4 separate regions of the Mus musculus genome follow, and regions 2, 3 and 4 are each linked to region 1. A link is a contact called in public ChIA-PET data. All regions are on one chromosome and are shown on one strand. Each heading gives the region's core, a stretch centred on a gene start, on an enhancer-like site or on the middle of the called end of the contact. The rest is flanking DNA. Distances are from core to core; before and after follow the strand shown. Region 1 holds the start of Ptprc (protein tyrosine phosphatase, receptor type, C). Region 2 has its middle 23 kb from the start of Dennd1b. Region 3 holds the start of 2310009B15Rik (RIKEN cDNA 2310009B15 gene). Region 4 has its middle 21 kb from the start of Lhx9.

Region 1 (6,272 bases), core at 1,953-4,452:
AGAGATATGGGAACAGTATTTATTTATTTTTTTTGGTTTGGTTTTGTTTGTTTAACTATCTGTGGAGCATGTGGATGACTGCACATAGGAAGAGGGCTTTCCCATTTAGAAGGATTAGTGTGGAGGGGTGAAATAAGCTCAAGGACACAGAGAGGGTAATCAATCTAGACCAAAGGAAAATGAACCTGCCATCGAGCATGTGTTCCTAGACCCTCAGTGGTGAACAGGTGAGTGTGTGTATAGAGATCCAGTAGACACAGACATGATAGATAACCACAGTGTGGAAACAAGGCACTACATACATGTGTCATGTCTGCAAATTTGCATATAGGTATGCATGTGTGCATGAACAATGCAGAAACGGGCCTGTCCTGCACTCTCTGCTTGTCACTTTTGGAAAGACACCAAATTGAATGGAGTAGGCAGCTGCCTGCATGTCCCTACTCTGATCCTGTGTTCAGAGTGCCGAGCAAGACAGAAGGACTCCTGATTTCTAACCCGCCTTTGCTTTCCACTCACAAAGTACTTTTCAAATTCTAGCAATGACAAGGGTCACAGAAAACTGTTTTAAGAAAATAAAAGTTAAAGTAGTAAGTCCCCATCCCCACAGCATAGGCTCCCCAGTTATTTTTAAAGTATAATAGGAGTGCTTATCAAATTTGACAAATAATTTGTGCCAAAAGTTTATGATGTGCAAGGCCAAGTGCATATTTATTACTTGAGATGGTTTTAATGGTGATGGAAAAATGAAGAATTGTGCCCAGGAAATGAGTTCTCACTGTTTTGACTCAGAACCTAGCTCACTGCACGCTGCTCAGGGCCCAACTAAAGACGTTTCCAGCCATTAGGTGATGGGTTTGGTAGACAGGCCTAGTGTTAAACTTTACTAGAGGTAGAAAACCTGAGCTCTATCTGCACTTTCTGACCTATAATGCTGCCATAGAATTACTTACAACTTTTAAACAAGCCTTCAGAGTCCAACTGACCTGGCAAAGAGGCACAAAGCAGTAAGATCGTGGACATTTTATAATTTGGGAACACAGCATCACAGTTGCCCTGGAAGACCTTAAATTTGACGTTGGTCTCATTTGGATTTCATAAGCTAAATAAAATGCTGGAGTGCTGTGTACTCTCCATGGATGCTTCATTAGTGTTTTACTGTACTAATTTATTTTTCTAAAGCATATAATAAAATGTTGCTCCCTGAAAGTGCATTTCCTGTAGATACCACATTAATTTATCACATGAAAAGAAAATGTAGGATCTGAGTCATTTTTTGCTTAATAAAGTACATAATTTAAAGCCTTAATATGTTCTCAACACTAAATAAAAATGTGTCTTGAAATGCTAAACACCATTTTCAAATACAAATGATCATGTGTGTGTGTGTGTGTGTTTCTAACAGTAAGTTTCTAACACACTCTAAGGAAAACTGTCAGAGTCCTATAGAAAAATATTTATCCTCAGTATTATATTAAGCTTGGTCTTTATAAAAACCGTTCTATCTGTTAGCAATTTATCAACTATCCTTTATCTATATATTGGTTAATAATCTATATTTTAGAATAAAGTATTTAGGAAAGTTGATTTAAAGGTTTCTAGGACCCTTTATGTACATTTTTATGGTGAATTCAAAGATGTTTCTTGTGCAAAAAATATCAATATCCTAATTTATAATTTGGGGGTGACTTGCTCTACAATCTGAAGGTACCTTAATGTTCTTTCTCACCCATTTAAAGAAAATCGGAAAATTGCCCCGAGTGGGGACTTACAGTGGAAATATGCCAATATATGATAAAATGTACAATCTTCAATTCTTCTCTATAATTCTCTTTACATTATAACAAAAATCATAGAGAGCTCACGACCTGGGAAGTAGTTGGTGCATTGTGACAAGATTCTGTGGTGCCCTGCATTGTTTAAAATCATCTTATGCCAGATAAACCTCATCCAAGCAAATTCGCAACTTACCTAACTGGATTTTCTTTTGAAAAAAAAATCCATCTTTCCAATTAAAAAGCAAAACAAACTTATTGTGATAACATCAACAAACAAGTATCTGAGGCTGCATTTCTTTTCCAGGCCCTCAGACAACACAGAGCAGACGTTAGCCGGCTTAGTACCAGGGATTTCTTTGGAAACGAGAGGAGTGAACATCAGGAAAAAAATAAAATTGAATTCTGATACAATTAACTATTTTCCCCATTTAAAAGTATCTTAGATTAAACACTACAAGGAGAAATGCCATCTAGCTGTAACTTGATAATCAACTCATGTCTCAAAGAGAAACTACTCCAGAAATAATTATTGACCAGACCAGATATGTAAGAAGGACTGAACCTTCAGTAAGCAGTGCCTGCCTGGTCACCCTGTCCTGAAGGACACAGCATTTGTAGGAATTTTATGAACTGTAACACACGTCTACCTTTTCAAGGCTGTACTCTGTACCCATCACCCAGGAAGGGCGGTGGCTCTACCAGAATTTCCACAGCAGAATTCATAGGAAGCATTATCTCAGAACTAAAATGATTAATTCAAAACACATTCGATGGTAAGACAACACGGAGAGTTTTTAAAGCACCTAATGTGCTCTTCAGCCTTTCTGTAGCTGAGCATTCAAAACCCTATTTTAATAATCATTAACATTTGAGGAAACAACCCTTTGTCTGAAGAGACTGGCTTACACACAAGCAAAGCTGTCTCGTGATTTTAAACCTTTCATATTTTGATCAAAAGCATTAAAAGCTGACTTAATTAACAATTCCTCTAACCATAGCAGATGCAGGTTGGATCAATTGCTTTAGCTACATTCCTGAACAGTTTCCAAATAAAGAGAGACAAAGAGAGTCAACTTTCCTATTAAAGTGTGATCTTTCCCCGAAACATTTATGTATTTTGAACAGAAGCAGTGTATGCTGCCCTCCACTAGGCCTTGTTTCTCTGAACAACGGCAAACTTGAACATGGAGTAACGAATCTTCTTACTTTCAATATCCATCACACGCAACTTTTAAAAATAGCCATTTCAACCTAGCCTTTGCCACAAAATCAACAAAATACAAGGAAGTAAAAATGAATATGGGTGTGCTTACCTGTGACAAAGACTTCTGTGTCCAGAAGGGCAAATCCAAAGGCCAGAAGTTTGAGCCACAAACCCATGGTCATATCTGGAGATCAGCTGTGCCCCTAAGAAATAGGGTCTCCCTGAAAGGCAAAATAATGGTTATCTCTCTTGAAGTTTGTCTCTGTAAAGCTAAGTCAAAACTAAAAGAAAAGAACGCATACTTTGCACTCTGTCTTATCAGATGGGGAGCAAGTTTCCTACTCTCTTACCCTAAGAACAAACCACTTGCTAGCTACATGCACTGCTAAATGGTGATGTCAGATTCGGTTTTACTAACTTCTCCAAAAATACTGTAAAGGGTCCTCTTTGCAGGAAGTTAAAAAAAAAAAAAAAAAGGTCGTTCAAAGTCAGTGCAATGGCTTCTTACTTCCTTAATTCAAGTAATTATGCTGTTAGCGGTTCGTCTCAATTTTCCTCTAAAGGAAAACAGTTTTAAACTATATAAATATTGCTCCTTTTTAATATCTTTTTAAGGAAGCTTTATTCAAAAACAATACATCCCTCCCAAGTCATCAATAATTTTCTTACCCAAGATATGACAAGCTTCCACATGAGTATAACAACATAGGGGTTGGCAAGATAACACAGTGACTAAGCTGGTACGAGGCTCTGAAGTTCGTTGAAGACGACCAAGTGACCCAAACCAACTGTCTTTCTGCTTATGTCTGCCAACTCCTGTTATTTACCATAAGGAGCTCAGACTCAAATGGTATGCCTATTTCCTCGGTGATGTGGCTTTCCTATGCAAAACTACCTTCACTGGCTTTAAAGAGCCTCCCAATTTGTTTTTCAGGGCTGCTGGTGGTGGTTTCATTGAGTTTTATGCAGGTATCTCCTTGAGTGGTGGAGTGAGACTCTCCTCTGTGCATCAGTGAATTCTGCTTCAAGACAGGAGTGCCCCTACATTTGGGGTTGCTCTGTGCTATTTACCAATGAAAGAAGAGCAATGAAAACCAAGCCTTGTCTTTTACAAAGTTAACTTGTTTCTTTTGATCATAGTATTTCCCCACCCCACCACACACATCCCTGATCAATTTCACATGTATATTGAATTTGCATTATTTCCCCCCACTCTCTCTTTTCCCCAGAACCCTCCTATGTCCAAATACACAGATTCATCCCTAATTCATACCATTTATTCTTTAACTTTTATTGCTACACACACACCTACAAATAAACGCATCCCTACACACACATACACTCATACACACACACCCCTACACATGTATACACACACTCACACACACACACACACACACACACACACCTGAAGGTATAACCTACTGAGTTTGTTTAGTGGTGTATGTGTGTGTGTGTGTGTGTGTGTAGATGTGTAGATGTGTAGGTGTGTGTGTATGTGTCTGTGTTTGTCTGTGTGTACATAGGGTTGACTACCTGGTATCACATAACTAGTTAGGGAGCTCACCATGCGAAAGTCTAATTCTTATATTCAGCAGTCCTTAACTACCTTTCATGCTTCATCTTGAGTGGGGGCCTCTGAGATTTCCCTCATGAACTTTAGCATATCAACTGATCTTGTCACCATTAAGGTCTTGCTAAGGTAGTAAGCCATTTATTGAGGTTTCATGATGATACCCTTCCCGTATACCTAAAAGACACTATCTTGTAGCAGACGTCCTGGTCCTCTGGCTTTTACACTCTTTCCACTCCCTCTTCTGTGAAGTTTTCTGAGCTTGAGTAAGTTTCCCAAGCCTTGTGTTACAGATGCATCAAATTGGGTTGGAAACCTCAAGGTCAGTCATTCTCTGAGTTTGACTGGTTGTGGCTTTCTATAATGTTCTCCCTCTACTACCAAAAGAAGACTGAATGAATGATGGTATTCTCAGGGAGTTTGCCAATAAGAACATGCCTACAGTATTTTAAAGGTTCCTGTGAATTCAACAGTACAATTAAATGGATCTAGTAATATTTTGCTATCTACTTTCATTTAAAAACAAAAGAATATACACATAACTTAGTGTTTGAAATATGTAGATAATGGGAGACAAGTAGACACAGTGATTATAATCCCTAATTATGAAATACCATAGGGTCTTGTGTTTTCGTGTGTGTGTGTGTGTGTGTGTGTGTGTGTGTGTGTGTCTGTGTGTCTGTGTGTCTGTGTATCTCTGTGTCTCTCTGTGGGTTTGTGTGGTGTACATGTGTTCATCCACCTGTGTACATTTGAAGGCAAAAAGGTAATGTTAGGTGTCTTCTTCTATCACTCTATACATGTTTTTGAGTTAGGGTATCTCACTGAAGCTGTGCTCAGCATTTAGGGTAGACTGTGTGATCAATGAAGCCCTGTCTCTGAGTCCCCAGGATTGGGGTTACACACATGCATAGTCACTTTTACAATGGGTTCTGGAGTTCCAAACTCAGGTTCTCATGCCTGTACAGGCAAGCACTTTTCCCATTCAGCCATCTCTGCAGCACCCTGCAGATACATTTTTGATGCTTAAAACTTTGTTTTCCTCTTACTTTGATTTCAAGGAGCTGCAGGGTCAAACTTGCACATCCCCCTTTCTGTACATGGAAATAACCTTACAACTTAAATTCCAGGTAATAAAATTCTAAAGCCTCAAGGAATCATATTATTTCATATTTGCCCAAACTTACAAATAGTATATATAAACTATGTCACGTGGGCTGACAGTCTCTCCACAAGATCCGTAGATTATCTGATAAATCTTCCAAGACAGGAGAGCCCTCCATTTGAACTGGTCAGGGTAGTCCATGTAACTCTCAAAATAATACAAGCTGTTTATTGCTGGGAACCTTGGTTGCCTTCCAGAGGCTGAAAGTAAACCCAGATTGCTGAAGGTACCACACACTTTGGACATAGGGCTCAGATCTAATCTGAAAAGCTAGATCCAATCTGAAAGCTTTCTTCCTGTGGGCTAGCTTTCATTGTACCATCTGCCTTGGGAGGGAAGCAATAAATAGACCTGACAAGCCAGCTGTGGAACCTATGAACCACAATAATGAGCAACATGACAAGATATCCCTAAAGGTGCAATAGTGGCACTCTTATCTGATAGTATCAGCAACAGTCTAACTGAATTCAAAGCCCATTCAACAGGAGGGAAATTATGCATCATATTAAGAACCTTGCCAACCACCTGGAGCAAGGAAGGTCATAGCTCTCA
Region 2 (6,272 bases), core at 1,440-3,939, 770 kb after region 1:
GCTATCGTGTGTGTGAACTCATGACCATTCAGGAAAACCAAGAGGGAGTCGCTGCTGCCTAGTTCAGAAGACCATGTGACAAGAGACTCAATTTCATTAACTACACCCTGGGAGGAGCTCAGAGGAAACAGTGGGAGGAATCCCCACCACTTAGCACAGAAAATGTTCCTAACAGCTTCTACACTTGCCACATCTGCTGCAAAATAATCTGTCAGCCAGAGAGCAGTAGGTGTGAGCAAGGGCCAGCAGCAAGATGATCTACAGTGGTGGGAGCTGTCCAACCCACAGCATTATGCAAACACAGAAGGCATGTTTTCTAAACAAGAGTAACACATACCACATACTCGCAGAGTTCAGTTAGCACAACCATTAAATATAGAGAAGCTCTGGCCATGGGGGTGTGCTCCTTCAGTCCCAGCACTCAGGAGGCTGAGGCAGGTGGATGTCTGAGTTCAAGGCTAACCTAGTCTACAGAACAAGTTCCAGGGCAGCCAGAGGTCCTGTCTTGGAAAAAACAAGCAAGCAAACAAACAAGCCACCAAACAAAAACAAAACAAATAAACAAACAAAGCCCCAGAGAAACAAGCAAGTACTCAGAAACAGTTGAATAGACAATAAATGATATTCACAGGCTGAGCAACTTGGGGGAAGGGTCTGGAAAGCAGAGAACCTTGTTCTGGATTAACTTAGTTACTATGACACTTCAGTGGTAAATATCTAAATTACCTTACTGATGATAAATATTTCTCGCTTAAAGACATGAAGCATAAATAATTTTGCAATTATTAGAATGCCTAAATTGTATATGGATAGCTGCTCTTCCAGAAGACCTGGGTTCAATTCTCAGCAGCCACATGGAAGCTCACAACGGTCTCTAACTCCAGTTCTAGAGGATCAGACACGCTCACACAGACATTCATGCAGGCAAAACACCAATAACCTTAAGAATAAAAATAAATACATTTAAAAATAGCTAAATGCTTTTATTATTTTGTTTTTAGGGATAGGGTGTGGTAGTAATTTAACCCAGGGCCTTACATGTACTAAACAAATTGAGCCACTGAGCCATAGCCTCACCCTGCAAATCCAGGTTTAGGAATGAAGACAATGTTTTTGTCTATTTGTTTTTGCTTGTTTGTTTGTCTACTGGTCATCACCCCATTGTAGTAATCAGTCAGTAAATATTGAATATCAAATGGATCCAAAATGTCCTTGGATATTACAAAGGGGACACAGACACACACACAGACACACACACACACACACACACACACACACACACACACACAAAACAGAACTTATAGTTCTTTTAATTAATGTACTGCAGATCGAATTGTTGAAGTTGTTACATGTTCAAAATAAAGCAAAGGATAGTCAAACATTAAGCAGCCGGAAACTGAGCTAAAATACCAGGGACTGACAGGTTAGTGCACCCCAAAACTGGAACAAGGAGGAACTTACAGGCTGGGGAGGAAGGGGGAAGGTTTATGGGGGCGGGCTAGAACAGAGACATGGGGAGTGAGAAAATGGCAGATGCTTCTCGCATCCCGAGTTAGAAGCCACAGTGAGGCACAGATCTCACAGCATGTAGGAGACTGTAGAGTCTCCGGACTTGGAGATGCTGCAGTGAGAACCGCCAGGCCCCGTTGTTTGGAGACTGATTTTGAGTTTTGATGTTTTGTGTTGAAGACTGAATTAATTAATTAACTGAACAATTGAAACTTGCCCACAACTCAGAAAAATGCTGATATATTAAGAGTTTTGGTTAGCTCCTGGGAGTTTTAGAAAGCTTCGTTTTCAGTTTTGCTGCAGTTTGATTTGCGTAGGTAGTCTGTGCTGAGCATAGTAAACCAGAGAGCTCTGCTGGTTTAGGATGCAGAAGGTTCGCAAGCCCATATGTGTGACTTCCCAAAAGCTACCTTTCTGACACGCAACTGTAATAAAGGGAAACATGACCTCATCTAGTGATTGGGAGGATGAGATATGCAAATGTAGTAAGCCACTTGGCACATGATTGGCTCTTGGGATACCCCCCCTGCCCCCATGCTTTCTCTTTCTGCTCGTATAATAGGCAGTGCTACTCATGAAGACCACATCACTTGTTACCACGTGTTACATCTCACTCTATGTAATCCTGACATGGAATATTTCTACAGTGTATACTGAGACACAGCAGTGGTCACTATGTTTCCTATAAGAGAATGAAAAACCACCCCCAAAATTAACAAAAATATAAACCACTAAAAGCTTCCTGTCGCAAGAGGTATTCTATGGTTTGTTTGTTTGTTTACTTCTATTTTGAAGTCAAAATCTCACTGAATCTAGGCCAACAGTAATATTAAAAGCAGTAATGAATATAATCATAACTGAAAATTCTCACTCCTGGATTTTCAGAACAATCACACTTTTCTCTCTCATAGCCTCTTCCCCTCTGGCTTTGCTGACTTATAACTGACATATGACAATTGAATTTATTTGAAAGGTCCAATATGACGTATTGGTAAACATACATTCAGAAACGATTGCCATAATGTTGCTAAATATCATGTCCACGTTGTGACAAGAACATGTGAGACCTGCTCTCCTAGCCAGTGTCAGACACACAGTAATGTGACTATACTATGGTCACCATGCTGTCTATTTGACCTACAAAAACCACCTATTCTGCAGAACTGACCAACATGAAGCAACTTTGTCCACTCCCCTGTGAACTCATTCGCTATTTCCCTTTCTGTGTTTCATAACGTTTGTCAGGTTCTGCCACGTGATACTAACTTTCCAAACTTCACTTTTAAGGCTGAATACTTTCCCACGATGTATATAAGGTTTTCTCTATTTCTAGTCATTTGGTAATGAACGCTTACATTGATTACATATATTGGCTATTCATAATGCTGTAGTAAACATAGGTATGAGAACATCTCTGTCACTTATTAATATTGTGTCCTTTGGAAGTATATCTTAAAGTAATATTGCTGGGTCATATGGTGGATCTTTTGTTGTTAGGGGCGTTAAGAATGAATATATTTTATATGTCAGTGGTGTGAGCTTTACCAATGAGCTATACCTTTTTTTTTTTTCAGAAACCTTCATATTTTATAAAACATTTGTACCAATTTACACTCCTCAAAGCAATGGATGCATACTATATGATTTCAAAATACATCACCATGTAATAGGAATCCAAATTATCCTAGCACAGAACCACATATATAGACCAAATGGACAGAATAGAGAGCGCATAATAAATGTGCACATTTAACTAATAAATTAATACTCAACAGAAATGCCAACAACACTCCATGGGTGTATTAGTCACGGTTCTGTAGATGTTCAGAACTGACAGACCAGACTGATAGAAGAACAATGGCTGTTTTTCAGTGGAAAGTTGAAAAGGCTGGATGTCTTAGCTGGTCCTCATTATGTGTAGGAATCCCAAAGTAGTAGGCTCTAATCCCAGGGAAGAGAGTGAGGACAGGCAGGCAAAGAGTAAACGTTTCTTTCTTCCTTGGCCTTTAGCTAGGCTGTCATGAGACAGTATGGCCCAGATTTAGGGTGGGTCTTCCCTCAAATGATGGAGTTTAGGTATCAAGGTTTATCAAGGGTATGGGTCTACTGTAAGAGGTCCAAAGTTTTGGATTCTTTGGGCCACACTGGATGAAGACAAATTATCGCATATCATATTATTGTGTAGCAGTTTCCTCCCAGGTTGAAACATTCTATCTCTGTGGGTCAGTTCTTAAATCAGACGGAAAACAATTCAAAATAGCTCCAGGAAGTTCCTGAAGCCTACCAGGTTCACTAAGTATCTCCCTCCCAAGAATAAACAGTAAAGACTGCGCAGAATCACAGAATCACTCTCTCTCTCTCTCTCTCTCTCTCTCTCTCTCTCTCACACACACACACACACAAACAGATACAAAGAGGATGCTAAGACCAGACTAGCTACCTGAAAGAAGCAGAAACCAGCAGAGCTACCTGGAAGAGGTTTTGATGAATTGAGTCACTTGGAAAAGACACTATCCAACCTGTTGGAGCTGCCTGTAGGTTGTTCAGTGTGCTCCAAGTGCTGAGCTTCTATTAAATGTCACCCATGCTAAGATGATCTTTGGTGATGGAACTGTCTTAAGAGTCACTTCTGCTCCTGAAAGTAACCCTTGTCTATACTCCTATCAGTAACCCCAGTAAATTTCACTGTCTCACCAAGTTGGAATCTGGTGTCTGTACATTGGTCTGTTGTGGGTTCCCTATTTGATAGGTGAATAGATATGTGTGTGTGTCTCCCCAGGAAAAGTCTTGTCAGACAATACACATACTAAATACACAAACACTAATGAAAGCTAATTTTTAAAAAAGCCTGTGTATATTTCTCATGATCCCTACCTCTACAGATAAGAAAAAGACCCTGGTTCATATCCTAATTAGATGACACCCCATTCAAAGAGTCTTTGACAGTAGGAAAGCAGATCCCAAATTTGAGGTCACTGATAAAGAACATGTACTTTTTAAATGACAAAACTTCGTTTTTGATATTTTTGTTGTAAAAGAAAAGAAAACCCTAGAAAATTTAGTGAGCTATTTAATACTGTATCTGAGCCCCATGTATCAGTATCTGGCTTACCTGTACTTCTCAAAGAGCATCCAAGATGCTCCTCAAGTATTTTGGTTCTACTTACTCTGTGTGTGTTTCATTTTAAAGTATTTGCTCATGATAGAGGCACTGCTAAGAAGCTATGATATGAGTAGGGTGTGGTAGTGAATGGAGAGATATTTGTGTCTGCAAAGGCAGGACAAGTCTAGTAAAGAGACATAAGAGAATTTCCTGTAAATTAATGTCAGGTGGCAGAACTCCATGACAATTTAAAAACTGACAGTAAAATAGTTATAGTGACTGAAAGCAGAGGTACAAATGTACCATCAAAATATCATTTCTCCAGGTATTAAAAAATATATCTTCAATTTCTTATATCAGTTTGAAAATCGAGGCTACATAGTTTGTACAGTTCACAGGTGTAGCCAACATGTTGAAATGCACAAAATCGTTTGCTTTGATTAATAGTCAAGTTCTGGCACAAAGTGTGTTTTTGAATCCATAAGCATCCTGATAACATGTCATGAATCATAAAATCTTTTCTACATTTGGCCTTGACTTAGCTATCTTCCTTCCAGAAAGTAAACAATACTACCATTATCAGTATCAACAATTTCAGGAATTCTGGGAACTGATTATGGGTCAATGCCTTTGCCCTCGTGACTGCCATAGTCTTCCAAAATGTTTAACAAACCTTACAGTTATTTATTTAGTGTGTGCGTGTCTGTGTGCATCTATGTGTTTTGTTCCAACTCCTTCCATATTACCTGCACTCTCATATTATTAGGCTCCTTTTCTTTGATTATTATTAGTATCCATATGTACATATACGTATACGTATATGTATATGTATGTGATGGTTTGTGTATTCTTGGCCCAAGAAGTGGCACTATTTGGAAGTGTGGCCTTGTTGGAGTAGGTGTGGACTTGGAGTAGGTGTGTCACTGTGGGAGTGGGCTTTAATACCCTAGTCCTGGCTTCCTGGAAGTCAGTCTTCTACTAGCAGCCTTCAGATGAAGATGTTGAACTCTCAGCTCTGCCTGCATCATGCCTGCCTGGATGCTTCCATGTTCTGCCTTGATGATGATGGACTGAACTTCTGAACCTGTAAGCCAGCCCCAATTAAGTGTTGTACTTTATAGGACTTGCCTTGTTCATGATATCTATTCACAGCAATAAAACCCTAACTAAGACTGTGTGTGTAATAGGTATGTGAATTTGTGTGTATGTATGTATGTATGCATAAATGCATAGACAACTGGCTTAGTCCACTTTGTTGCTTGTGTGCACATGTGTACATGGCTTCAGGGCTGACCCCTTAGTACTGGACTCACCTTGGAAAAGCTAAGTCCTTCCTTGTGCTATCAGTAGTTGCCTTTAGTTCTTTGTCTAGAGGTGGGTCCCAGGTGAGATGATCCTATTTCCAAGTTGGCATGTCTATTAGTTGTGTCTTTTGATGGCACTGAAGACATGATGGCTTCAGGAGCAATATCCATCATCAGTACCACAGATAACAACGGCGGGCTGAGCCCTGAGCACAGCATCAGAGGTGTCATCCCCCACCAAATCACTGACTGCATCCGCAGCTTGACTCTTTATCTTCTCTCAAGAGGTTTTCTAAACTCTTCCGTTTGCTTAATGCAGTCTGACAAGAGAGACTGACTTAGAAATATCTACATAT
Region 3 (6,272 bases), core at 1,025-3,524, 680 kb after region 1:
TATGCATGAAGGCAGCAGGTCTTCTGACATGCATATCCCCCTCTCTCTCCCTTGCTCTTTCTCTCGCTGATGCTCTAACTATATGACCTTGCCTGGCCCACAGATTTGTAGATCAGGCTGGCCTCAAGCTCACAACCAACCTGTCTGCTTTAGTGTTGGGATGCAAGGCATGTACCAGTTTTGCGGCCTCTGGCAAACAGTTTCCATTTGGTCATCAAGAACTTCAGCTATCCAGCGTTATACTTAATGATGTCACTCATTATGGTTGACATTCAGGTCAACTTATATTTTAGTTCAAGTCTGGGTTCACTCTCAGGCATTGCTGCACAAATAGATCAGGGCAGTTAAGAAACTAGCAAGTCCCAATGCTGCTCTCAAATCCCAAGGCCATGTGGCACCAGATGCACCCAACACTACTTTAGAATGACCCACTGTCAGAACCTCATTTCCTTTTTTCTCTTTCTCCTCCCACAAAGCTCATGCTTGACGACCTGGAAGGCAAATAAACGAAACACTGCAAAGCCTTTATAGTCTTCGCTTAGCTTCTGGATGTTTTCTGGAGACAATTATCTGGCGATCCGGAAGCTTAGCAGGTTGCTCTACATGTGGATGGCGTACCTCTAAGTTTGCTGACTGCCTACACACAATTTCTTCTCACTAAATGAGCCTTGGATAAAGATGGCAACGAAGATGAGGCAAGTTTGCTGACGCTTTGACTGGAGAGCAAGATGTCTATGGAAAGCAAGATAGCCAGTGCAGGAATGGGAGCACGATAAGGCGCTATCTCCCTTGAGGCATGGAAAAATACTGTCATTTGGGAGCTATATATACCAAGCATGTTTTTGGGTTTGCTTCTGGTCTCCTGGACAGTCACATGACCTGTGAAACCCCACTGATGAAAAGGTTGTGGGTTCCCCGGTGCAAATACTTGCCTTCCTTTTGCTATGTTGATCGAACCAATCTATACAGGCCACTGTTGTTTGCCTTGAAAAATGATAAGACTTCTGGGTTTTACAAACCATATTTGTATGGTGACTTGTGGAAACAAACTGCATGTGTTTGTTATACTTAAAATAAGAGCACAAGCAAGAACGGTCAAAGGCTGTCAATAATTTTTCGATAAATCTTTATTCACTTGCAACACATGAAGGGGTTAGACAGTGGATTTTTGGGACATACTACTCCCAAGGCTGAGTGTCAACTTTAGGAAACGTTCAAGGTTTGCCTCTGCCTGTGTCTCAAGCCAAACCAAATAAGTGGTCTTATCAAGTACTAGCCAAACACAGAGCTTAATACACAGATTTATTACAAGTCACTCTTACATCATTATAAAACTTAAAATATAAATAATGCTATCTTCAAACTATTGTATTCTAAAGTGTCAGGAAACTGAAGGGAGATAAGGTTAGATATTGGTGGTGACAAGCAATTGTCAAATCCATAAACCAGAAGAAAAGGTGATTTAAGAATGCCTAAGGAAAAATGCAAACTTGCCTGATTATAATTTCTTTCGCTCACTTGGACTGGAGGCAAAGGATGAGAGGACACGGGGCAAAAATGTAAAGCGTCTGTCTTATGTTTGCATTACTAAAGTCACTGGATGGCAGGCTGCTCGAGTTATCACGCACAGGCAACATGTCTGTACTACATACGTTCCCTGTAAGAGCTCAGTCCTACCCTCAGTTCCTCAGCACCCATTTCCCCCACACAACACACTCACACGCTGGAGGGCGCGCACACACACAAACCGAGACAAGCCTTTAGCTGGGACGCAGATCAAAAACCGAGCCTCGCGAGCCTCCCATCTCAGGGCAGACACCTCTCTGTCCGGAACGCAAAAGTGCGACCGGGTTTCTCGCAGGACCCTCTGAGCGGACGCCCCAGGCCGACCCGCCCCAGGCCGGAGGTCCAACACCTCCCGGCCGGGCCGCCTCGGGGTCGGGTGGCCGGGCGCGCGCAGGCGCAGAGGCCGCGCGCGGGGCAGGCTGGAGCGGGCCTCACCGCGCAGGCGGCCCGGTGCAGCTCGACGATGTGCCTCTCCGCTGCAGTTAACTCTCGGCTCGCTGGATGCCTTGGTTCTCCTTCGGGCGTTCCCCACGAGTCGGCCGCGGAGCCGCCGCGGGCTCCTTCGGAAGTCGAACCGAGGGTTGAGTTGAGCTGCTGTCGGAAACCTTCGGCCCGAGGCGGTGGCCTCCCAAGCGATACCCTCGCCAGCGTCCAGATCCCCTGGGCGGCCATGGCGCCGGCGCGGTGGGAGGCGGGGCCGGAGGTGGGGCGTGGGCAGGGGAGGCGGGGTCGGTCTAGGGGCGGGGCGAAGAGGGGAGGCGGAGCACTGTTCAGTGTAGACTGGGCTGCCTCTCAGTCTTCAGCTCCCTCCATCTGGGTCCTCTGCAAAGAAAATTATGCATATGAAGACTGGAAGAAGGTGCCTTCTTTACTCTTAAAGTCGCTACTATTTTTTTCTCAGATAAAGGACGAGCATTTTCATTTCCTATCAAGCTAGATCGTATTCTGCATAATCATACTTGTTTAAAAAAATAATAAGAAGGAAAGCACCTTCAGCCCATATAGAAAAGGCTGCGTATTTGCTGGTCATGTGTGACAGGAATGAAGCTGGAATCACAAGCTTGGTGATATGGTTCATTGGCTCACTCTAGAATGAAAATCAAGGAAAAGTCTCACACAAAGAGTGTAGTGAAGTTTTCACAAAACCAAACCTAAAATCCTGTCTGAGAAAGTGACACCCATACTCCTACAAAATTTAGGGAAATTAGCACGATCCCAAGAAACAATTTTATGTGTTCATTAAATTAACAGCACCCCCAGCCTTGGATGCCATAGCCTGAATTTCAAGAGTAGGCAGTGTTATTGAGTAGTTAGTGCTCTTTGGTGTAAAGAGCTATTGGCAGGAGTGAATCCTTAGCAAGAGTGGGTTAGTTGGACAGGAGAAAGTTGTCAAAGCCACCAAAGACAATTCAATTCCTTTTTACACTGATTTACCCTGCAACTCCGAAACCACAATTTGATGGTTTTGGGTTGTTGTTTTTTTTTTTTTTTTAAAGATTTATTTATTATTTTATGTAAGTACACTGTAGCTGTCTTCAGACACACCAGAAGAGGGAGTCAGATCTTGTTACGGATGGTTGTGAGCCACCATGTGGTTGCTGGGATTTGAACTCTGGACCTTCGGAAGAGCAGTCGGGTGCTCTTACCCACTGAGCCATCTCACCAGCCCTGTTTTTTTTTTTTTTAAGATTTATGTATTTATTTATTTTATGTATGTGAGTACACTGTTGTTCTCTTCAGACACACCACAAGAGGGCACTGGGTTCCATTTTAGATGGTTGTGAGCCACCACGTGGTTGCTGGGAATTGAACTCAGCACCTCTAGAAGTGCTCTTAACCACTAAGCCATCTGTCCAGCCCCCGATTTGATGTCCTTAATCACAGATGGAAACAACTCTATTGGTATATTGTAAAACTCAGTGAATTAATAAATTTGAATCCTGTGTTTAAATGTTCCTTTACATTGGAGTAGTATATTTGCCATTTGAAGACTACCTGATGTTCTGAGGGACTTTAAGGAAATCTGGAAAGATGGGACCAAAGTTAAATTCACCCAACATGATTATCATTAAACTTGAGAATTTAAGCATAGGTCATGTTCCTGTTCGCCCCCAACCAACACCACAAAATTAGATTTATGGGCTTCAGAGGTGGAGACATGAGGATTATGTTTGTGGCCAGCCTGAGCTACCTACTGAGTTCCAGCTATAGCCCAGTCTAAGAAAAAGAATCATCCTGGTTAGTCTATGCCTCTGGGCACACAGGCTGATCTTTGTATTAGTCACATGATACCACTGCTTGCATTCTTACAGATGCACCTTTAAAATGTAATCAAAGTTGAAATGAGATGAGAGAATAACTCACTACTAACAACACAAAGCATTCTAAATATCTATTTTCAGGTTTAATCTGATCATCAGCATCCAGTTTTCTTTCCCGTGTCTCTTGCTTTGAAAGGCCCCCATTGGCCTTGAATTTTAGCTCATCTTTGTGTGCATTCTTTCTTTTTCGGAGACTCCTCCATTCACATTAGCCAAAGCTGTATGAAAGTGAGAGCACCAAGTCCAAGCTCAGAAGGTAGATGTAGAGCTTGAATGAGAACAATCACTGTAGACTCATTGTTTAAACACTTGATCCACAGTTGGTGGAACTATTTGGGAAGGATTAGGAGATGTTGGAGGAAGTGTGCCCCTAAAGGTGGGCTTTCAGGTTCAGGAAGCACACACCATTCCCATTTAGCTCTCTCTTTGTCTCTGCCCCTATGCTTATGAATTAGATGTAAATTAGATGCTCCAGCATCATGCCTGCCTGCCTGCCTCCTGCCTTACTCTGCACCATAATGTTTATAGATGATAACACTCTAAAATTGTGAGCTGCCACAGACCCTCTGGATCCCTTTGTCTGCATGGAATGGGTCTCTGGGGCAAGTGGGCAAAGCATCGGAGGGAATGACAGACAGATGTACACAGGAGAGGTTGTGTAGAATCTGAATGTAATGTGTCAAATTGAGCATCAAACTTTTTATACAGAAGAAAATAGGGAAGTTGGGTGACACACCAGCAAGGTACAAATAGGTTACTGGATTCTTACACAAAACAGAGGAATACAAACACAGAAGGTCTAACAGGGATAGAATTCATTGTTAACAACTGGGATCAAAAAAAGCTCCACCTAAAGTTCACTTAATCTTAGAAGCCAGGGTCAAGGGCTTCGTGCCCTTGCCATAGTTCCTATTTTAGTCTATTGTATAGTCCACCTTCCCCCTAGGCCATTGTAAATACGTGTGAATGGGTGTAACTCAGCTATCTATAGTTCTAAGTATCTACTCTGGTTCTTCCTTAGGTCTCAAACTTCCTTCTTCCTAGATGATGGTAAATTCCTGTGTAGGGCAGTGACTTAGCTTTGTTCAAAGTGATAGTGTAATACCAGAGGCAATTCTGAATGTCACTGAATAGCAACATTCTTACTGAATTCCAAGCCCATGGTCAGCTCAAGGACTTTCTAGGACGTTGGAACACTGGTGAAGACTAAGCTATGTCAGAATTCAATCTTAAAAGGCACTTATAATAAGATAATACTAAAAAAGAGCACGTGGATCCATACACCAGACTAACGCGGGAATGGAATATTAATGTATGGGTTAGAAAGAAGACCAGACTCCAGGAGGTGAGTTTCCCTGAAACTCTCCACCTCGTGAATGGCTTCCAGGCCTCTCGGCCTGTCAAGCTGACTCTACGGGAGTGCGTGGCAGTGAGCCACAAAATTAAACACATTCATTAGTAAGTTGCCTTGGTCATGGTGTATTGTCATGGTTCTAGAAAAGTAAGTGAAGTTTTCATTTTATTATGAAGCTATTATAGTTGGATTTTCAAGTAATATGATATTGGGCAGGTTTTCTAACTCTTCTCCAAAATTTGGGTGTATATATTGGCTTAAACATGTTTATAATATTTAATGGTGGGTTCTGTGGATTTGCATTCCCCCTAGAATTCATAGGTATGTTAGGACTCTGGGTTGTAAGATTACCCACACATATATACATGTGCCCAAACACACACACACAAGCATACATATAAATACATACATACATCATACAATTTAGTCTGCTTAGAATAAAAGAACTCTGTTTATTTAATCATGAAGGATAAGTGAGATTAGCATTTGATGAGTTGACCAGAGCATGACTCTCTCCAGTTTTTCTGTCAGTGTGAATTCACTTGCTCCATATGCCCTTTTCTTATTGATGGAAAATGGTTGCAAACAAATTGTAAAGTGTCATAGATTATCAGACCTTGCAATGAAACTCCAGCTCAGGAGACGCTCCTTGCCTCCTAGAAGTTTTAGCAGTCATCAGCAGTACAAGAAAGAAATGTTTTCCATAAGGTTTCCATAAGGTTTTCCAAGTATTTTTTACTATGAGTTGTCCCTCGCCGAAGTCCCTCCTTTACCTTTCTCTCCCATCGCTATGACTATTTTATAGGAAACAGCTGTAATAGAATCACCAAATAATAGGGAAGACAGTGACCCAACTAAATACCATATGCCAGAAACCTCCAGCGCCAAGCATGGGTTGCACCTTGTTGGATAGTTCTCACAGGGGGTACCACAAATCCCCCAAGCCATGCAGGCTATTTTTTTAATTAGGTATTTTCCTCATTTACATTTCCAATGCTATCCCAAAAGTCCCCCATACCCTCCCCCACCCC
Region 4 (6,272 bases), core at 2,500-4,999, 650 kb after region 1:
GACTGTGACTGTGTGTGTGTGTGTGTGTGTGTGTGTGTGTGTGTGTGTGTGTGTTTGAGACAGGGTCTCACTATGCAGCCCCAGTTATCCTTCTATGTAGACCATGCTGGTCTCAAACTCACAGAGATCCTCCAGCGTCTGCCTCCCGAGCACTGGGGTTAAATGCATGTGCTACTTGCCCAGCACAGCTTGCTTGCTTATATATCCCAGGGCCACCTGCACATAGTGGGCTGGGCCCTTGCACATCAGTTATTAATCAAAGAAATGTCCCACAAGAACGCATATGGGCCAATCTTATGAAGGCATTTTTTTATTATTATTAGATATTTTCTTTATTTACATTTCAAATGTCATCCCCTTTCCTGGTTTCCCCTCTGAAATCCCCTACCCTCTACCCTCTCCCCCTGCTCACCAACCCACCTACACCTGCTTCCTTGCACTGGCCTTCCCCTACACTGGGGCATAGAACCTTTGCAGGACCAAGGGCCTCTCCTCCCATTGATGTCCAACTAGGACATCCTCTGCTACATATGCAGCTAGAGTGTTTCTTAAATTAGATTCCCTCGTATCAGATGAACATGGTTTGTGTAAAGTTTACCAAAAAGAAAAAGAGGTGAGGAGTCAGTTCATATCCAGACTATACACAGAACTCAACACTTACCAAAAAGAAAAAAGAAAAAAGAATCCAATTAAAAATTGGAAAATAATTTGAATAGACACGTCTCAAAATGGCTAATAAATATATTTAAATAACCAGTATCATTAGCTATCTCGGAAACACAAATTAAAACTCTATCCTGAGACCATCTTAACTCAGTTAGAATGACTATTACCAAAAATAAATAAATGACAACTGTTGGCCAGTATTTGGATAAAAATGAATTCTTATACATTATTGGTAGACATGCAAATCAGGACAGCTTTTTATGGAGAAATATGGAATTAAAAAAAATAAGATTAGAACTACATATGGTCCAGCTTTTCCACTCCTGAGTAAGGATCGGACCCAAGAGAACACAGTGTGAGTGCGGTGGGCAGGTAGGGGCTTGCACCAGAAAGAACCTCAGTGGGAGAGGCAGGACTCGAACCCAGGTCTGTCTATACACAGTTCACAACTCCTTTTCATGGAGTCGGCCACAGAGGGATGGAAGCAGAGATACCCTGGCCCTCCACTACTCGTTCTCCACCTTCTTCACAGAGGCAACCTCAACACCTGGGGCCCCTCCTACGAGGTCCGTCTGTGGCCCCAAACTTCCCTGAAGCACTGGGCTTTAACTTTATAATTCAAGCTGCCCTTGTATGTTATTGTATTGTGTATTCACCTTTGTTGTGACATGACGTAATCGTTCACTGTCTATTGGCTTATGCAATTTTGGTTTTGCTGAGGTTCAGAAAGCTTTCCTGATCTTCCAAATAACAGAAAGAGATGATCCTGTGCTGTAGAAAGGCTCACAATCTCCTGGATTACATACTACTACATCATGAAAGAAGGTATCCAACCACCACTAATATGTAAATATTACCAATTAGAAGTCTCTAGCTAATGGTTGTGCTTTCAGGATAAGTCAGAAAACAGGAATCTGGAGCAGCATGGTATCTGAATAAACCATACAGCTTCATAACAAGAATGCCTTCCTGTAACCAGGAGAAAGCTCAGCCCCAGAGAGTAGTAAGAGGGTGAGAGGGGTGCACCCTGCGTGGCTCCAGGAATCCGTCTAACTTGGACATTGAGGGCATAAACAGATGAAAAGCACATGGACACAGAGAAAAGCTAGAAGAATTAGGTGGCCGAGGACTTCTCTGATGGAGTAGCAACAGCATCCCAGAATCCCAGTGTGTTTACACAGTTGAGCAGGGAAGGAGGCATGGTTTTTACACACAGCTGAACAAGGAGGCGAGGACATCCATACAGAGGAACAGGGAGGTGGTGTTATTATATACAGCTGTCATTGTGTACAGCAGGAAGCAGGTTTAGCTAATCTAGGTAGGAGTAGTCTCCAAAGGGGAGCAGGCTTCAGGCTGCAAACATCCAGAGGGAGAAAGCTGTGGAGATCATTGTCTGCACACAAAGTCAACGTTCCCACTCAGGCCCAATGACAGCCTTCCCATCATCCTTCTGAGTCTCACCTTGAGAAGGGTTTGTCACTCTCATAGGGCCAAGGCTTATGATATGACTGCTGATATCAAACAATATGCAGCTGTTCAAGACTCTGGTTGCTCCCTACAAAGAGGAATGGACAAACACAGGTAGAATGTGACCTAGGTCAAAGATCAAAAGTCAATAAGATCTGGTAAGTGGGTGACAAGAAATGGTTTTTTAAAAGAATGGGAGAAAAGGAGAATGTTATGGAGAAATGCTTGTCTTCAGAAATGCTGTTCACGGAAATGAAAAAGCCCAGACATTTTCTGAAGAGAAAACAGGAGTTGAATTTCACCTCCGCTGCCCTTCCAGCAATAGCAGAGATGGAAATGTCCCAAGAAATATATTTGGAGTCATTACTGAAAAGTTGAACCTTTAGGAAAGAATGTGGTTTTCAGGGATGCTCCTAGCTGTGACTGGTGGGCTGGCTCTGAGTCAGCAGAGCTGCAGGGGGAAATAGCAGGTACAAAGCCTTTGGGAAAGAACTTCTCAAGAGAAGCGAGTCCTGGGGGTAAAGAGATCTGGCTCCCGAGATGATGTAAATAAAGATAGGGAAGATGCTGTGAAAGAGGAAAGGTTTCAAGAAGGTACTTTTCGTAGTGCAATAGGAAAAGAAACTCAAAGCAGAAAGCAAAGAATTTAAGAGGAAATGGTGGTAATTGATGTTAACACATCAACTAAAGGTGGTGGAAAATTCTATGATGTATTAATCGTAATCTCTCCAAATGGAATTCAATCTTCAGCAACACTTTAGAGCAACGAAGAGGAGGTTCGTGTATTAGCCATATTGCTTCACTAACAATGAAAGAAGACTATCTGGAGGGACTAAACAAAAACTTTTGGCAACAAAAGTTCCTTCTGGTTTCCCCAAAGAAAACTCTTACTAAGCCTAGACTTGTGGTTCAGCAGTACACAGTACAGTAGCCCTTGGCTAATGTACCTGAGGACCTGGGTTCAATGCCTGGCACAAAACAAAACAGATTATAATGGCATGTAAACTAGAAACAACACACATCTGTCTTTGTAATTTCTCTTTCAAGAAAAAAGAGATGGAGCAGAGCTGCAGCTCCATTGGTGTGTGGTTGCATAGCATGGGCAAACCCTGGGTTAATCTTCAGTGCTACATAAATAAAACCTGCAACAGGGATGTAAGCCTGTAATTCCAGCACCCTGGGAGCAAAGGTAGAAGGATCAAGGCAATCCTCAACTATATTTCAATTTAGAGGCCAGCCTGGGATACCTGAGACCTTGTCTCAGAAAGAAAGAAAAAGGTCAGGGAGGAAAGGAGAGAGGGAGGAAAAGAAGGATGGGAGGGAGGGAGGGAGGGAGGGAGGGAGGGAGGGAGGGAGGAAGAAATTTGAACCAATCTAGTAAGGCGCCTTCTAGCAAAGAGAATGATTCTCTGAGTTTATCCATATCTGAGAAATAAATAAATAAATAAATAAATAAATAAAGTCAAATCCAGTCCAACCACACTGACTCCATGCTGGCTGGGTTGGCCTGAAGAAAGACATTTAAGCACCCTCTGCAGGTATCACTACAGAGAACAAATGTATGATGGAGAGATGGGGAAAATGAAGTACACATACAGTGGAGATATGGAAGAGAAAGTGAAACCAAGTGGTTTGTACACTATGCTGAAAGGTGGAACTGGAGATTCAGCGCCAGTGAGGAACAGGCTGAAATGCGGGGCCTGCACAACCTGAGACCACAGTGGTGTCTGTGGTCTGTGCTGCCATCAAGGCCCACGTCTATGTCCAGCTGGGCTTCTGCTGATGCCTGTGGTCTGAGTTACCACCAAAAGCCAAGCCATTTGTCCATGGTCTGGGCTGCCCTGTGGATATCTGAGGGCTGTGCTGTTGTCCGGGGACATGCTGATCTGAGTGGCCTGTACTGCCATCAGAGACCATGGGGACACCCAGGCCATGCTGCTGGGAGCCATGTCTGGGTTCATGATCCTATGATAGCTGGAGTCTGTGTTGATGTCCCAGACCTGTGTTACCACCAAAAGAACATAGAGATATCCGTGGTCTGGACAAGCACTCATCAACCACCACGATCAGGAGAGCTGACCCCGCCCCTTGTCTGTCTGCCCTGAGTTGATGTGGGCAAGAGAGAGATACCCTTCCTGCTACCTGCAGAGCAGCCAGGTGAGCTGGCCCCAAGCTCATGAAAAGTGAAAGGACTGGCCCCACCCCTCACCAGTTGCAGCACTGGTGAATGGTCACTGCACCTGGGCGGCACTGTAGAACTGGCCAACCATGAGAGCAGGAGAGCTAACCCTGCCCCTTTGCCAGCTGCAGCATTGGGTGGGCCAGCTGGGCCAGTGCTGGAGAGCTCACCCTGTAGCTACTTCCAGGCCCAGATCTAGGGCTTTGAGTTGGCCCACCCCTACATCTACCACCATCTGCTGGAGTTCATGAAAGGGCCAGTCCTACAGATCCAAAGCTGCAGAATCTCCATGACACAGGGTAACAACAAGATGTCTGAGAGGAGTCCCAGTGAGGGTCCAATAGTGTAGCAGAAGCCAGAGGCCTGGAAATAGATCAATGCATTTGCAAATAAAGATGTGTGAAGCATAGAGTATACTGTTACTGTGTAGCACACTGTGACACACTACAGCTTCCACAAGATTTGTTTTTATTGTATATTATTTTATTTTCCTTTGTGGGGAGAGGCTGTAATGGTGAATGAAGGGCAGATATGAAGGGACAGGGAGATAAGCTGGAGTGGGGTGCATGATGTGAAATTTGTAGAGAGTCAAGAAAGTTGTTGTTTTTTTTAGATTTATTTATTTATTATATGTAAGTACACTGTAGCTTCAGACACTCCAGAAGAGGGAGTCAGATCTCCTTATGGATAGGTGTGAGCCACCATGTGGTTGCTGGGATTTGAACTCCGGACCTTCGGAAGAGCAGTCGGGTGCTCTTACCCACTGAGCCATCTCACCAGCCCAAGAAAGTTGTTTTTTTTTTTTAAAAAAAAAAGTAAGATCCATAGTAAGAGTTTGGTTGGTGATATATTCCAGTATAAAATAGTCAAGAAAAAAACCCTATCATTGTTCATTTTAAGTGGCTAATAATCCATTGTGTGATAGGGATTCACACTAGGAGAGCTGCATATGTGTGAACTGCTTCTTTGTTGGCCTCAGGGTCCAGCTCTCTTGCATAGTATGCACATTTACCATGCCTTAGTGAATAAGCAAGTCAATAAATTTAATAATGTTTCCATTTAATCATGAACTCATTGAATTCTAAACACTTTAAATATCATTAATGCTAATTTTGAATCAAAATATTCTATTGGCAATGTTGATAGAACTTTTATTTCTGCTGCCCTCCATAATAGAAAAAGTCAATTAAAGCCATTCCTTCCAAAAAATATCATTCCTTTTGTTGCTTACATTGAAATGCATACATTGGTCAAATTGAATATAGTAGCATACTATCACTTGAATATAATAGTTCAAGACAGCAATTCCAATAAAAAGAAATGTTATAGCCAAGCTGAAGGAAGGAAGTAACCTATACGGGACCAGAAAATTACTGTCGTCAGATGTGTACAGGAACACGACCACAAACTACTTAATGAAAAGTAGGCTTGTCAGTGTACCTGAATCAAGTAATTGCCATTATGTACCTGTTTGTTTTGCATTTAATTAATAACTGGTTTTAAAAGGCGTTAGAAAGAAAATATTCAACACATACAGATGCACACAACAGGTTAATACTGTAGAATTTAAGAGAAAAAAATGAATATATAATAACCAGAACCATCAGAAATATATCCATATCTTCGTCATTGCAGTTTCCAAATGTGCATACAGAAAGATAAGGCAATTCTGTGATCATGTTTTATAGAGTAAGCTATCCCAGTTCTTGGTATAAAGGAATGCATACCATCATTTACTTATTTACTTCATAACATTTTTGCAGCTCTTTAAGCACTGTCTACAGTCTCTAGTTCACACAGGTAAAATGTTATGAATATTACATTTGCAATAATTTCCCACCATTTTTCTTTTAAGAAACTATTCTTGCTGGCTGAATTCAAACAACTGCTTGAAATCCTGAAATACCTGGGTGCTTATTCATTTTACAGAATTAAAGTCTACTGTGTAACAAATCTAACT

The links. ChIA-PET counts read pairs in DNA pulled down with a chosen protein or histone mark.
Region 2: an RNA polymerase II ChIA-PET map of effector CD8 T cells shows a contact between it and region 1, with 6 read pairs. The contact joins the enhancer-like site here to the promoter of Ptprc in region 1.
Region 3: a contact with region 1 is called in an RNA polymerase II ChIA-PET map of memory CD8 T cells, with 202 read pairs. The contact joins the promoter of 2310009B15Rik here to the promoter of Ptprc in region 1. A contact is called at or near these places in 6 of 39 promoter capture datasets (the HPC-7 cell line, the SN4741 cell line, embryonic stem cells and 2 more), 9 of 115 datasets of contacts at active chromatin or transcription factors (effector CD8 T cells, embryonic forebrain, embryonic hindbrain and 6 more) and 1 of 9 other capture datasets (liver).
Region 4: an RNA polymerase II ChIA-PET map of effector CD8 T cells shows a contact between it and region 1, with 8 read pairs. The contact joins the enhancer-like site here to the promoter of Ptprc in region 1. A contact is called at or near these places in 5 of 39 promoter capture datasets (the C10 cell line, the HPC-7 cell line, cranial neural crest and 2 more), 8 of 115 datasets of contacts at active chromatin or transcription factors (DN3 thymocytes, the SCID.adh cell line, effector CD8 T cells and 5 more) and 1 of 9 other capture datasets (adipose tissue).

The regions. Positions count from the first base shown.
Region 1 is chr1:138,171,924-138,178,195 of GRCm38.p6, forward strand. It overlaps Ptprc (protein tyrosine phosphatase, receptor type, C), which reads right to left and starts at 3,203. Exons shown (of 32, transcript NM_001111316.2): 1 at 3,092-3,203. The coding sequence starts at 3,164.
Region 2 is chr1:138,937,927-138,944,198 of GRCm38.p6, forward strand. No RefSeq gene overlaps it. Among named protein-coding and RNA genes, the nearest start is that of Dennd1b, 23 kb to the right of the region's middle. Within about 2 kb of position 2,690, at least 25 of the 459 cell types and tissues checked have an H3K27ac peak or open chromatin away from gene starts, as enhancers often do. A contact at or near this core is called in effector CD8 T cells, where this site is marked.
Region 3 is chr1:138,854,580-138,860,851 of GRCm38.p6, forward strand. It overlaps 2310009B15Rik (RIKEN cDNA 2310009B15 gene), which reads right to left and starts at 2,275. Exons shown (of 3, transcript NM_001081226.1): 1 at 2,002-2,275. The coding sequence starts at 2,238.
Region 4 is chr1:138,818,667-138,824,938 of GRCm38.p6, forward strand. No RefSeq gene overlaps it. Among named protein-coding and RNA genes, the nearest start is that of Lhx9, 21 kb to the right of the region's middle. Within about 2 kb of position 3,750, at least 47 of the 459 cell types and tissues checked have an H3K27ac peak or open chromatin away from gene starts, as enhancers often do. A contact at or near this core is called in the SCID.adh cell line, effector CD8 T cells and regulatory T cell precursor, where this site is marked.